Regions from separate parts of the Mus musculus genome. Here all the other regions are linked to region 2. A link is a contact called in public Hi-C and HiChIP or PLAC-seq data. All regions are on one chromosome and are shown on one strand. The core of a region is the stretch at or near the end of the contact, and the rest is flanking DNA. Distances in the headings are between cores, read along the strand shown.

Evidence for each region. A called contact is a pair of places that touch in the nucleus more often than the background predicts. HiChIP or PLAC-seq counts read pairs in DNA pulled down with a chosen protein or histone mark.
Region 1: a Hi-C map of cardiomyocytes shows a contact between it and region 2, with 15 times the contacts expected there. The contact joins the enhancer-like site here to the promoter of Inhbb in region 2. A contact is called at or near these places in 5 of 484 Hi-C or Micro-C datasets (cardiomyocytes, cumulus cells, embryonic stem cells and 2 more), 9 of 115 datasets of contacts at active chromatin or transcription factors (embryonic forebrain, embryonic hindbrain, embryonic midbrain and 5 more) and 3 of 9 other capture datasets (adipose tissue, embryonic stem cells and liver).
Region 3: an H3K4me3 HiChIP or PLAC-seq map of neural progenitor cells shows a contact between it and region 2, with 17 times the contacts expected there. The contact joins the enhancer-like site here to the promoter of Inhbb in region 2. A contact is called at or near these places in 1 of 39 promoter capture datasets (trophoblast stem cells), 35 of 484 Hi-C or Micro-C datasets (the C2C12 cell line, adipose-derived mesenchymal stem cells, astrocytes and 21 more), 16 of 115 datasets of contacts at active chromatin or transcription factors (astrocytes, craniofacial prominence, embryonic forebrain and 9 more) and 1 of 9 other capture datasets (embryonic stem cells).

What each region holds. Positions count from the first base shown.
Region 1 is chr1:119,217,301-119,221,070 of GRCm38.p6, reverse strand. No RefSeq gene overlaps it. Among named protein-coding and RNA genes, the nearest start is that of Gm46144, 18 kb to the right of the region's middle. Within about 2 kb of position 1,285, at least 17 of the 459 cell types and tissues checked have an H3K27ac peak or open chromatin away from gene starts, as enhancers often do. A contact at or near this core is called in adipose tissue, cardiomyocytes and liver, where this site is marked.
Region 2 is chr1:119,420,996-119,425,219 of GRCm38.p6, reverse strand. It overlaps Inhbb (inhibin beta-B), which reads left to right and starts at 2,972. Exons shown (of 2, transcript NM_008381.4): 1 at 2,972-4,224. The coding sequence starts at 4,134.
Region 3 is chr1:119,255,024-119,259,058 of GRCm38.p6, reverse strand. No RefSeq gene overlaps it. Among named protein-coding and RNA genes, the nearest start is that of Gm33388, 48 kb to the left of the region's middle. Within about 2 kb of position 2,093, at least 30 of the 459 cell types and tissues checked have an H3K27ac peak or open chromatin away from gene starts, as enhancers often do. A contact at or near this core is called in astrocytes, brain, cerebellum and 8 more, where this site is marked.

The DNA of each region.
Region 1 (3,770 bases), core at 36-2,535, 200 kb after region 2:
ACTGACTTCCTCAAGTTTTCCACACCCATTCTATGTCATGTGAGAGCAAATGCACTCATACACTCACACTCACTCACACACACACACACACACACTCACAAAATAGCTGTTGATTTTTTTTTTTTTTAAATCTTGCCATCTCAGATCTGTTCGCCACTGTTCCATGATTGGCATCCATTCTGTTGATGTGATTGTCATTAGTTCAGGTAAAGTTCGTATCTATTACTCTTCACTGTTTGTATCTGTTACTCTTCACCGCTGTGTACAAATACCCTAGTGTCTTTGTAACCATTCTGCATCTCAGTTTAGGAGCTCGCTGATCTGGCTAGAGCGGCTAGCTAGTGAGCTTTGGGGATTCACCTGTCTCTGCCCAATCCAACGATGGAGTTACAGATAGTCACCGTGGTGCCCAGCTTTTTACATTGATGCTGGGAATCTGAGTGCAGCTCCTCATGCTAGCTCAGGCACTTTACTAGTCCCCTGATTTTACTGACTTGGCAGTGTTGGTAACAGAACTCAGAATTACCATGACCTAGCCCCAGCCTCTGGCTGCATGCTGACTGAGTCTCAGTATGAGGGAAAAGGGTATATCTCTGTTCATGAAAGAGCAGGGAGGAGCATCATCAAGACCAACATTTAATATTTAAGCTGTTTTCCTGTTTAGTGGCACTTTTCTACTCATTGATGTGTTTGCATATTGATATGTATCATCCTAAATAGATGTTAAAACATTTTATTGTTAGCATGCATTTCACTTCTTGGTCTTTATTTAATAGAGTGGAAGGTTGTTTAAAAATTTTAAAAACATTCAAGCCCTACTCAGAGCAACCAAAATGACACAATGCAGCTTTCAGAGCTTATTGTTCCCACTAGACATTGAGGGACACTTGGGTCACTGCCATCATCTTGTGTCTTGCACAACACACCGTCTGCCCTGACCTGAGATCATTGACGGGAAAGGAAAGACGTAGAGGAAAAGGAACTTTGGGCGCCCTGTCTTTCCCCTTCCTCCTTGGTCATCACTTCCAGCATAAGTGGCTAGTAATCGAGCGACGTCACACAAGAGAGAAAGGGCACGGTAGATCTTTGGCCATTTGTGTTCTGGGAATGCAGGCCTGTCTTTCAGCCCTGAAAGTGGACTCTGAGTCAAGGGGAAAGGGTGACTCTGGGGCTGGCACTCAGGCAGGCAGGCAGAACACACTGATCCTGTACTTAGACACTGCTGCTGTCTCCCGTGTCTCTGCTCACTCCCGGACTCCGCTGTCCAATTAGACTTTGCTGAGAGAGCTCAGGATCAGAGAGTTGTGTGTTCTTAGTGCCGGCTTTCAACGGAGTTTAGAGGACAGCATTGAGTGCTTGTCCTTCTCTTCCACCTCACTTTAAACAGGGCCTTAGTTGTTTATCACTGCCTCCCCAGGCCAGCTGGCCTGTGAACTTCTATGGATTCTTTATCTCATCATAGAAACAATGGGGTTTGGGGTTGCAGACTGCATCATCTCCATGTGGGTTCTGGAGACCTAAACTCAGGTTCTGAAACTTAAACAGCAAGCATTTTTATCCTCAGAGCCATTTCTCCAGCCCAAGGTCAGAGATATTGAAATGATTGTGAGTTTGAAGGTGTCAACAGTTGGAGATGTTTCTTGTGAGATAACACAGGTTCATGGGCCCATGAAACTGGTCCTGTCTGCAGGAGAGCTGTCACCCTAAGCAGGAGGTGTTTGAGCTGGGCTTAAAGGCAGAACACTCTAGAACAGCCAATAAGGACAAAAGAAGAGAGCCTTGTCAGGAACAAGGCCTCAGGCTTCAGTGAGCAGGAAGGGAGGAGGGGGTCAGGAAGGCTTGTGATCTAGAAGTTGACTATGTCACAGGCTTAAGCCTATTGACTAAGGGATGCTGCTTGCAAGCCATTCTTATGCCCCCACAAGCCTGAGTCAAGTGTTATCCCTCCCCCAGGCCCTCTCTGTGCTTCCCCTTGGCTTGGGTACACTTGACTTTGAGAATTTGTTAAACGGAGCCAACGTTGTGAAGGAGGAAGGGGAGGTGCTACATTTGGAGCTTGCCTTGATGCCTGGCATTAGCAAAAAGAATGAAAGTAAAGGCTGGAAGAGAGGCGAGAGAGCTCATCCCTTTGTGTCTAAATGTCTGATTAATCCTTGTGTGTTTGTGTGTGTGTGTATATTCATGCATGACCATGCATGCATTCATGTGTGTGTGTGTCTGTATATGCACATGTATGTAAAGATATATGTATATGTGTAGAGAGACCAGAGGACAACCTTTTCTTTTTCAGACTCCATTTTCTCGAAACCAGGTCTCTCACTGGCCTGAAACTTGCCAGGTAAGCTAGGCAGGCTGGCCAGTAAGTCCCAATGGCCTCTTTATCTCCACCTTTCCAGAGTTGGAATTACAATCAGGTGCCACCTTCGCTAGCTTTCTATTGCAAAGGTCTCGGGGATCAAACTCAAGTACAACCTTACTGATTAAAGTATCTCTTGAGCCCTGATTATTCCTCTAAGTGTGAAAATGTCTTCATTAAAACGATGCAACCTTTCAGGTTTTCTATTCATTCTGATTTTTTGCTCTCTTGAACAGAAAGGAGGTGCACCTGAACGGAGGAGCAATGGACCAGCAGGACTATTCTATTTTATGGGAGATAGCACACCTAGGCACGCTCATGTGATGGTCAAGGTGGAGGACGAAGAAGACAACGGGACAGCATAGAAGTAGAAAGATAAATGTGGAAGATCTGCCCAAACCGCCCAGCATTCTTTCTCTGAAATGCCGTGGTTCTCACTGTATCTCCGGTATGCTGGCTGAACAACTGTTCTGCAGACTCCCATTGACTCTAGAAACATCTGAGAAGAAAAGAGAGAATGTTCCCAGGCTGTCCAGTGACTGGTTGCATGAGAGAGGGCAAGGAGGGGCATTCTTTATTGGATTAGATGCTGGCTTGAGTCTACACACCACCAAACAATTGGCTAAAGATGTCAAGTTTCCCTAACTCCATGCTCAAAGATACCGTGCAGAACAAACATTTAAATTCCTGGTGGATCCCCCACCCCACCTCCCCCGTTTCCTTCCAGATGTTTGGCATGGCACAGATGGCACAGAAAATAAATGTGTCAAAGTCCAAGGGATGAAGCAAGAGGGTGGGGAGGGCGTGCCATCTTGTCCAGCTCCCAGAGTAGCATAAAGCAAGTGACAGGGGTTCCTGCACCCTACACCCAGACCAGGGGTGGGTCCTCATAGCCAGGTACCTCCAACAGCACTGTGCAGTGAGGAATTTCCTGGTAAAGCTGACCCCTATCTGCCTGAGCTGCTAGAATTCACAAACGACGTGCAGGAGAGAACAGAGAGGGGTGGGGGGGGTGTACATGGGAATGTGCAGAGGGTTGCCTGTCCCTGTGGCCCAAGGCTGAGAGTGAAGTGGTGCAGAGGCAGGGCTGGAATCGACTTGTCCATCTCTAGTTCCAGATGTGGGTGGCTCAGGGATCAGGGCTTCCCAGATTAGACTGACAGGCAGGCAATGACATCACTGTGCAAACACTGGAATGGAAGTTGACTAATGCCGCCTACTAAGTTCCTCTAAAGCCTAAGGCCCCAGGGTCAAATGAATTTGCCTGGAGATGCTATCCCTTGCACAATCAAAAGGGGAAAGAAAGCTGCTTAAGGTTTTATTATTATTATTTTAAAAATTGAAATTATATTTATGTTGTGTGTTTGTATATGTGCACACATTTGAATCCAGGTGCCAGTGCCAACCAGAGGTG
Region 2 (4,224 bases), core at 1,723-4,222:
TCGGTCCTAAATTGACACTTATCATGGGTTATGAAACACATGTGCACACACACACACACACATGTACACACACACACACACACACACACACACACACACACACACAGAATGGCATGAGAGGAAATGTTTTGTGCCCTTAGATGAGCACCCTCTCTCTATCTTCAGTGTGTCCACAGCCACTGTGTCGCCATGTTTTCTTTCCCCCTTGTTTCTGCCATTGGGTTTGTCTGAGTTCCTTGATAGTGTCAAGCCAGAACCTTACGTGGGGGTGGCCTGGTTGTGTAGCCCTCTCACTGATGGGCATGATTGTATTCAAAACTGACAGGCACAGTCATGTCCCCAGCCAAGACCAAAGGCTGAGGTCACCAGCAGAATCTAAGGCAAGAGCTAAATGAGGTTTCAAAGCAACAGGAACTCAGCTCTTCCCCTTTAGAGGGGACATGTGTCCCTCACTCCCCCGCAACACAAGATGATCTGGAAGAACTCAATTTACACCCTCAGCTCCTGTGGGCTGGGGGATCAGCAGAGGGCAGGATAATCCCAGCTTCTCCAGCAGATGGTTTCTGACTACCCTTGACCCAGTTCCCTCCCGGCAGTTGACTAGCAGCAGGGCTGGAAGTGTGGACCCTCCTCCCACCAGCAAGGACAGGGTGGCTTTTGCCTCTTTGGTGCCAGGTCAACAGGCAGATTTGCTTCAAGTTCCCGAAGGCAAACAGCTACTGTCCCTTTTTTTTTTCTATAGCTCTGTCCAGCCCAGTCGAGGCTGGTGAGAAAGACTATCTGCATAGGTCAGGCTGGAGCTGGGGGGAGGGGAAGGGGTCATTAAACCTTTCATTGGCTTAATGACTTCTCTCCTTCATTCATCAGTCGTTCCTTCCTAAGCCCTCCCTGGTCATCTGTCAGGTCTGGCACTAGACAGAGCCCGTGAGACCTAGCCCCTGTGCTGGAGCTAAGTCAGGCAATGAGGCAGCCAGCCAGGCACTGGGCACCTACCTAATTAGATAAATCACTTCCCTGGGGCACAGAGGGCCAGTGAGGGCTTCACCCAGGAGGAAAGACTGGGCTAAATCTTAAAGACCAAGGATGAAATAGCCAAATAGTGGGTGGATCTGCTTACAGAAAGAGCCAGAGGGTCAGATTGTGTATTGTGCCTGGAGTGTATACACAAAAGTCTGAGGTGGGGCAGGTAGGCTCAGGACCATATTCAGGTTGGGCTGTCACAGGCTGCCAGGAGCATCTCCTAGTTGCCCAAGGGCTCACTGGACCCTGAAAGGGCGGGGGAAAGGACACAGGACAGGAACAGCAAAGAATGGGTCTCCTAAGGGCAGAAGGGCTATTATCGTCTGGATTCTGCGGGGGCGGGAAGGAGAGGGGCTCTTGCTTCAGACTCAGAGTTGGTTAAGTCAGACCCGCCCTAGTTTTGCCCCGCAGACTTCTGGTCTGTTCCTCCTACAGGGAGAGAGGGGGCGCTCTGCTCCCAGACTTTCGTGCTTCCGCGGAACTGCTGTTCTGGCTAAGGTCCACAGGGTAGGGTTGTCTTGGGAAGTTGGGAAGCAATGGATGTTGGTGGAACGACCCCCCTCCCCAAGTCTGAGGTGTCTTTAGGGAGGGTTGTCCCGATTCCAAAGAGAACCATCCATGCGTCTACCTCTCAGTCTTGCCTGTCGTTAGGTGAGCCTATTGTGGGTAAGCGTCCTGGGAAGGGGGGGGGGGGGCTGTTTGCAGGCAATGTGTTCTGGTCTCTGGGAACTGTGCCCCGTGGGCATTGTCGTCCCAGACCCAGGTAGGGTCGGGAAAAGAGACAGAAAGAAGAGGGTACATTTGCAGTTCTCTAGTCAGTACTGGGAGTCAGACTCCCACCCATTACTGGCAGCCAGAAGAGCGTCCCAGAACCATCTTTATATCCGCTTCTGCGAGGTTGGTTTAGTCTGTTTGGACCTCCCAAAGCACCAGTGTGGTGCAGGTATCACAGTGCCCCTTTACAGCCGAGAGAGAGAGAGAGAGAGAGAGAGAGAGAGAGAGAGAGAGAGAGAGAGAGAGAGAGAGAGAGAGAGAGAGAGAGAAAGAGGCAGGGCAAGGTGAGGTTGGACTGGATTCAAATCCGGTAGTACCTGAGCCCTTCATTAGAATCTGGGTTTGTCTGAGGCCAAGTGTGACAAGACACGAATGGGACAGTGGAGACCCCAACAGTCTGGCAAGCCCTGAGCCTCCAGAGACCTTGGGTCCTCAAAGATGGGTTCCCAAACAATGCAGGTAGACCCTCGGGCCAACTACAGCAGAGCTGGCCAAGCCTCCAGCAGCCTCCGCTTCCCTTACTCTTCTAGCCCAGGGGGTTAACCCATCGCCCATTGGGACAGCGGCCTCGGACGCTAGAAGAGGGCGCTGTAGCCCGAGGGTGGCATCCAGCCGCACCTCTTCTCTGCTGCATTCGAACTTACTCCCCACCCCCACCTAGCAGATTGGATAGCGAAAGATCGTCCCTTGAAGGCTCTAGGGGCAGCTGCGGCGAGAGAGGGTCGCCCGTCCCGGTTGTGAAAGGCGACAATTTGGGACGGGGGCGGGGGGCGGCTTTCGTGGCCCTGAGTAAGGGGTGTCCAGAAGCACCCGGATCCTACACCAGGAGCGTGTCGGTGCCATTTATCCATCGCCCCATGGGGCGAGGGTCTGGAGCACTCACGTGGTGGGAAAGTTTCGAGGTAGCAAAAGTGGCCTGGCATCGCGGGGGGGGGGGCGCAGGGTGGAGAGAACCTTCTTGCCCCTCCTCGCCAAGGCAGAAAGGGAAAGAGCGGAGGGAAGAGGGGGTGGGAGGAGGATCAGGCAGCAGCGACCTGCAGAATCCGCCTCCCCCTCCGCCCCCGGGACGCCCGAGTAGGGAGGCGCGGACCGTCTCCTCCCGCACTGCCCGGACGACACTCCCCCTCCCCCCTTTTTTTCCTGCCAACGTCTATCTCAACGCGCGCGCACATACGGAGATTGTGCGGCTTTTTTACCCCTCGGGAAAAAAAGAACAGGGAGTGGAAAGGAAGAGAAGGCAAAGCGAAGAACTCCTCGGGCGCGCTCTGCACTCCGAGCCACGGCTGGGCGCGGGGACGCTGCTGCCACCGCCACCGCCGACTCGCTCTCTCCCCGGCCCTGCAGCGTGTGCCAGTGGGAGCGCGAGCCAGGGCACTCGATTCTGGGGACACAGAGAGACTTTTGGCCGCCACTGCCGCGGCAGGCAGAAGAGACAGCGGCGAGAAGGGCCCTGCCACCGCCTTTCCCTCCTCCGCCGCCCCGGCCGGCCCGCTCAGGCGGCCAGGCACAGGGAAGCAGGGAGGAGCAGAGGCCCAGGAGAAGCGCGCCGCGGCTCGCCCGCCCGTGGATGCGGCGCCCGGGGGAGCCTGGAGACAACTTTGCCGGGTGACGCGCTGGGAGGACTGCAGGGCCCGCCGCCCAGGAGGGCTCGGCACCTCCTGTAAGAAGGGCCCGCGCAGCGGCGCTCCCCCGCACAGCTCTCTCTCCTCCCGCCGGCCCGGAGCAGGGGAGAAGGACCTGCCCATCACCGCCGCTGCCTCGGGCGGCCGTGTCCTCGCTGCGAGCAGCGACAGGGCGAGGCGCTCAGGTGCGGTCGCGGGGCCCCAGCCGCAGCGCCCTCCGCAGCGCCGCGCCCGGGGTCTCCGGCACCTTCGCTTCAGTCTCCAGAGCGACTTGCGCCCGCTGCCGCCTCTTCCCTCCACCTTTCCAGCCCGGCCGAGCCAAGCCACCGTGCCAGCACCGCTGCTGCCGCTCCTCGCTTTCGCTTCACCCCGATCAGGGGGCTGCGGTGGCCCTCGACGCGGAGAGGATGGGCAGGCTGCAGATGCCTAGGCGCCCCGAGTCGTCAGCGCGCCACTGACCCGGCGGTCCCCCCCACCCCCTCACCGCCAGCCCGCGTTCCCTTCTGGTCCCCGCGGCGCCCCTTCTCGGCCGCGCGGGAACCCCCGCGGCCCGGCCGGCCCCCTCCCCCTGCGAGCCGGCGGCGGCGCTCCCGGCAGGCGGGCGGGCGGAGGCCCGGGCGGGGGCGGGGCGGGGCGGTGCGCCCAGAGCCCGGAGCCCGGCCCTGAGCTCGCTTCGCCTCGCCTCGCGGCGGGCGCCCTCGTCGCCAGCGGCGCACCATGGACGGGCTGCCCGGTCGGGCGTTGGGGGCCGCCTGCCTTCTGCTCCTGGTGGCCGGCTGGTTGGGACCCGAGGCCTGGGGCTCTCCCA
Region 3 (4,035 bases), core at 844-3,343, 170 kb after region 2:
TAGATAGATAGATAGATAGATAGATAGATAGATGATAGACAGAGTGGAGAGCAGCTAAGAAGACACTTGGCATTGACCTCTGGCCTCCATGTGTATGTGCACACACATGAACAAGTATCTGAATCACACACATAAGAGACAGGATCTTAAGGTTGATGGGCCCAGACTAGACCTGCAATACCAGGGTGTGATGTTGCATTAGCTTCTTTTCTCATTACTGTGACAAAATGCCTTCTAAAAGCAACAGAAGAGCGGAGGGCTTTGGTCTGGTTCCGATTGAGGAAATAGTCTGTAATGGTGGGAAAGCACGGTCACGGGGGCTCGAGGCAGCTGCTCACACAGCACCCACAGCCAGGCAGTGGTGCTAGATGGATTCTGGGGTTTGGCTCACTTTCTCCTTTTATGCAGTTTAGGGCTCTCAACCAAGGGATGGCTGCCTGCAGTAGGGTGAGTCTTCCACCTCAACCTAGAAACTTGATTGCAGACAGGCTTAGGGTCTTATCTTGCGGATGTTTCTAGATCCCATCAAGTGGACAGAATTAACCATCACAGAAAGCCTCAGGGAAATAGGAGAAGCCTGGGAGAATCGATGGACCTAGTTCAAGGGGATTACAGAAACCAGAGGGGCCAAAGTGCTTCTCTTGACCTCTTGGGCATTTTCTCAGTGCTCTTCTACAGAGCATCTACTGGGTCTGTCCTGGAATCCAGCTATGCTGGAGTGTAGGCATGATCTGTGGTGCTCTGATAGGTGGATGCTTCAGGGCCAAAGAGGAGGGAGCCAGGCTATGTTCACAGCAGGAACCATGCAGGGAGGATGCATAGCTACAGGTACAAAGAGTGATCAATCCACCCTGAAGACAAGGTGCGGGGGCCTTGCAGGCAGCAGGCTCAACATAGGCAGGCCTGGGATTCCGTGTAAATGCAGGCATTCTTAAGATCAGCTGTTGGTACATAAAGTTCAGTGCGTGGTAAACAGAAGGCTCTCTGCGCTGGCTGCAGAGAGGAGTCCAGGTACCAGAGGAGGTGCCTGATTCTTTCTAAGAGAGAAAGTCACCAAAGATACCACCATCATAGGGCTTTAATTGCATACACACACACACACACACACACACACACACACACACACACACACACGCCCATGTCCATTGTAAAGGCAAGAGGAGAACATCCTGTGTTTGCCCTAGCATTCTCTGTTATTCACTTGATACAAGGTTCTTTAGTTAACCTGGAACTCACAGGGTTTTTTGTTTGTTTGTTTATTTGCTTGCTTGTTTTAATTTTTGTTTCATTTAACTTTTGACAAGTCTGGCTATCAGCAAGCACTGGCCAACCTTCTACCTCATCACCCCCAACTCCAGTACAGGGGTTACGGGCACATGTAGCCACACCCAGGTTCTACATGGGTGCTAGGAACCAAAACTCCAGGGTTCATGCTTACACACAGCAAGTGCTCTTATCCACTGTCTCCCCCATTCCTCATTGTGGGGATTGGCAGAATTCTACATGGACACCCAAATTCACTTGATCTGGAGAGGGAGGCTGGAGGGGATAGCCTAGCAGAGAAATAGAAGATTCTGGAGGCCAGATGCTTAGATCTCCAGCCCAGCACCTTCATGATGCTGGATCCTGGATCAATTCCCCCTCTGGAGTAAAAGAATTTCATGGATATATCCTCACAGCCTTCCCTGTTAGATGAGGCCACAGTCACCTTTGAGGGTCCTTATGTCACTTTGTTGCAGACCTAGGCAATTGTGTCTGGGAAGCTCTTAAGATACTTTCAGCAGGAAGGCTCCTGATGACCCTGCCCACCCCTGGCACGACAGGAATGACTGAGAGTGAGGCCCTGCAGCATCTAGGCTTCCCTGAACTGCTCCAGTAACTTCCCCTCCAGGAAGCCTTGCCAGACAGGGAGAAGGCAGGCAGCAGGTGGAGCACTGAGAGGCCGAGTAAGCTGCTTAAGGTCACCCAGCAAAGCAGCAGCAAGCTGGACCCGGCCCCAAACCTCCAGATGTCCAGTCTGATGCCCTGCCCACTGGACCATGAGTCCTTTAATGAGGCCACCTCCGCAGGGCTGCAGGCTGGCCCACCGCCCGGGGCCGGTGACTTGCCAGGCATCCCAATCAGCCACACTGCAGAGGCCCTGCCCTCAATGGCCAGGCATAGAGACCAGGCAATGCGCTTGCCTGCCAAGCCTGGTGCTTCTGCAAAGTGGCCTGTTGGTCTGAGCATGCCCAGCCCTCTGGCTAAGACCCCTGAGGAAGCGGCCTCTATGTGCTCTTTCAGGGCTTAGAAATGTTGCAGGCTGAATTACACATAGGCTCCTTCTGGTGGCTGGCCTTGATATCCAGCCCCTTGAAGTCACCCCAGCCTCCCTGCTGTCAGTGCCTATGGACACCAGTCTCATCCTAAAGACCATCACTTGGGGTTGCGAGGGACCCCAGACTCAGAACTTTGTATTCACAATGGGTCTAGGTGACACAAGAATGCTGACAAAGGTAAGACTCAAATGGGGTTCCCTGGCTCCTTGGCTAGCTTTCTTGCCTTCCCCTCAGAGTCTCAGATTTATCCACATTTCAGTGGCTTTGATAAAACTATCCTCTACTGATTGGCCAGGATCTGTGGACACTAGCAAAGCTCCTGGAGACCTTGTGTGTTAGGCAAGAGACCTGTTCTGGGCTTCAGGCATGATGCTTAGGGCAAAGACAGAGCCGACCTGAGCAGGCAGAAAGGTGCAGAGCCTCACCCTGGAGCCACTGGGTGGCGCGCTTTGTGGAGTGAGAGACTGCCACCAACTGTTGGGGAAGGAGGAAAGACCAGCCTGTTGGCCCATCCCAGCTTGCCACCCATTCAGTTTCTCCGGTGTTAGGTTGCAGGTTGTGTGTAGGAATTGGAGGTAGACACATGGCAAGAAGTCCCAGGAGGCTCCTTTCTCCAATGTCTAGGCTCCTGGGGACAACCACGGAGGTGGAGCTGAGAGTAGGATTCAGAGAGGAGAGCTTCAGATGTCATCCTCCCATCCCTCCCATTCCAAGACTTAACCTCCCCCTCCCCTTCTCCTTTCTCTCTTGGTTTCATTCCCTGTCCTCCCACCCCCATAGCCCAGCACACACCTCAAAGAGACTCAATTCACTGATTCGTGTAACTCCTCCCCCACCCGAACACACTCTTCCAGGGCTCTCCCAGGATTGTCCCCTCAAGTCAACCTTTTGTGGCATGGAAGTGGGTGTGGTCACCCAAATTAGGAGTAAGGGAGAAGAGTATAGTAAACAGCACAAACCCACCACAACCACAACTTCCCCCCGCAACACCCCGCATTGTGCTCTGAAAGCTGGAGACACACAACGAGCCAGCATCTGTGTAGAATAATAAAACCGGGTGTGGACGTGTCGTTCTCACAGGACATTTGGCTGAGCCCGGGCAACGCGAAAGCATGCATAGTTAACACTCCTGACTGTGTGAAGCCCATTGTCGCGGGCACTGGCTCTGCGAGGGACCCAGGGCCCGGGGCTTGGCAAGGGCCCGAGACATTTCTTGGAATGGTTTCTTGTTCATCACTGACACTCGTAATGAGAAATTTATACACCATCCTAGGCGGATAAATTAATTTCGAACACTTTAGACTTGGGAAGACAATGGTTCCTGGCAGGACTCTTTATCACCCGTTTTATTAAAACACACACACACACACACACACACACACACACACACACACACGGAGGGGGAAAAAGACAGAAAAGGGGGGAAAGAAAGAAAGAAAGAAAGAAAGAAAGAAAGAAAGGAGGAGGAAACCCCTCAGGACATTCCAAACAAAACCCCATGTGCTTGCCGGGCTCTAGAGTTTGTGTTGCATGGCGAGGGTGGGGGGGAGAACCTTCATAGGCCCCATGAGCGCCGAGGGTCCTGGGGGTCACTAGGAAGCTTCATTAAAGGGTGTACAGATCCCCCAGGCTGTCCCCTCACCCCTGGGGGAGCACAGCTTCCGCTCACCCCTGGCTCCCTTTGAGGTTGGCATTCTGGCCAAGGAGTGGGGTTTCC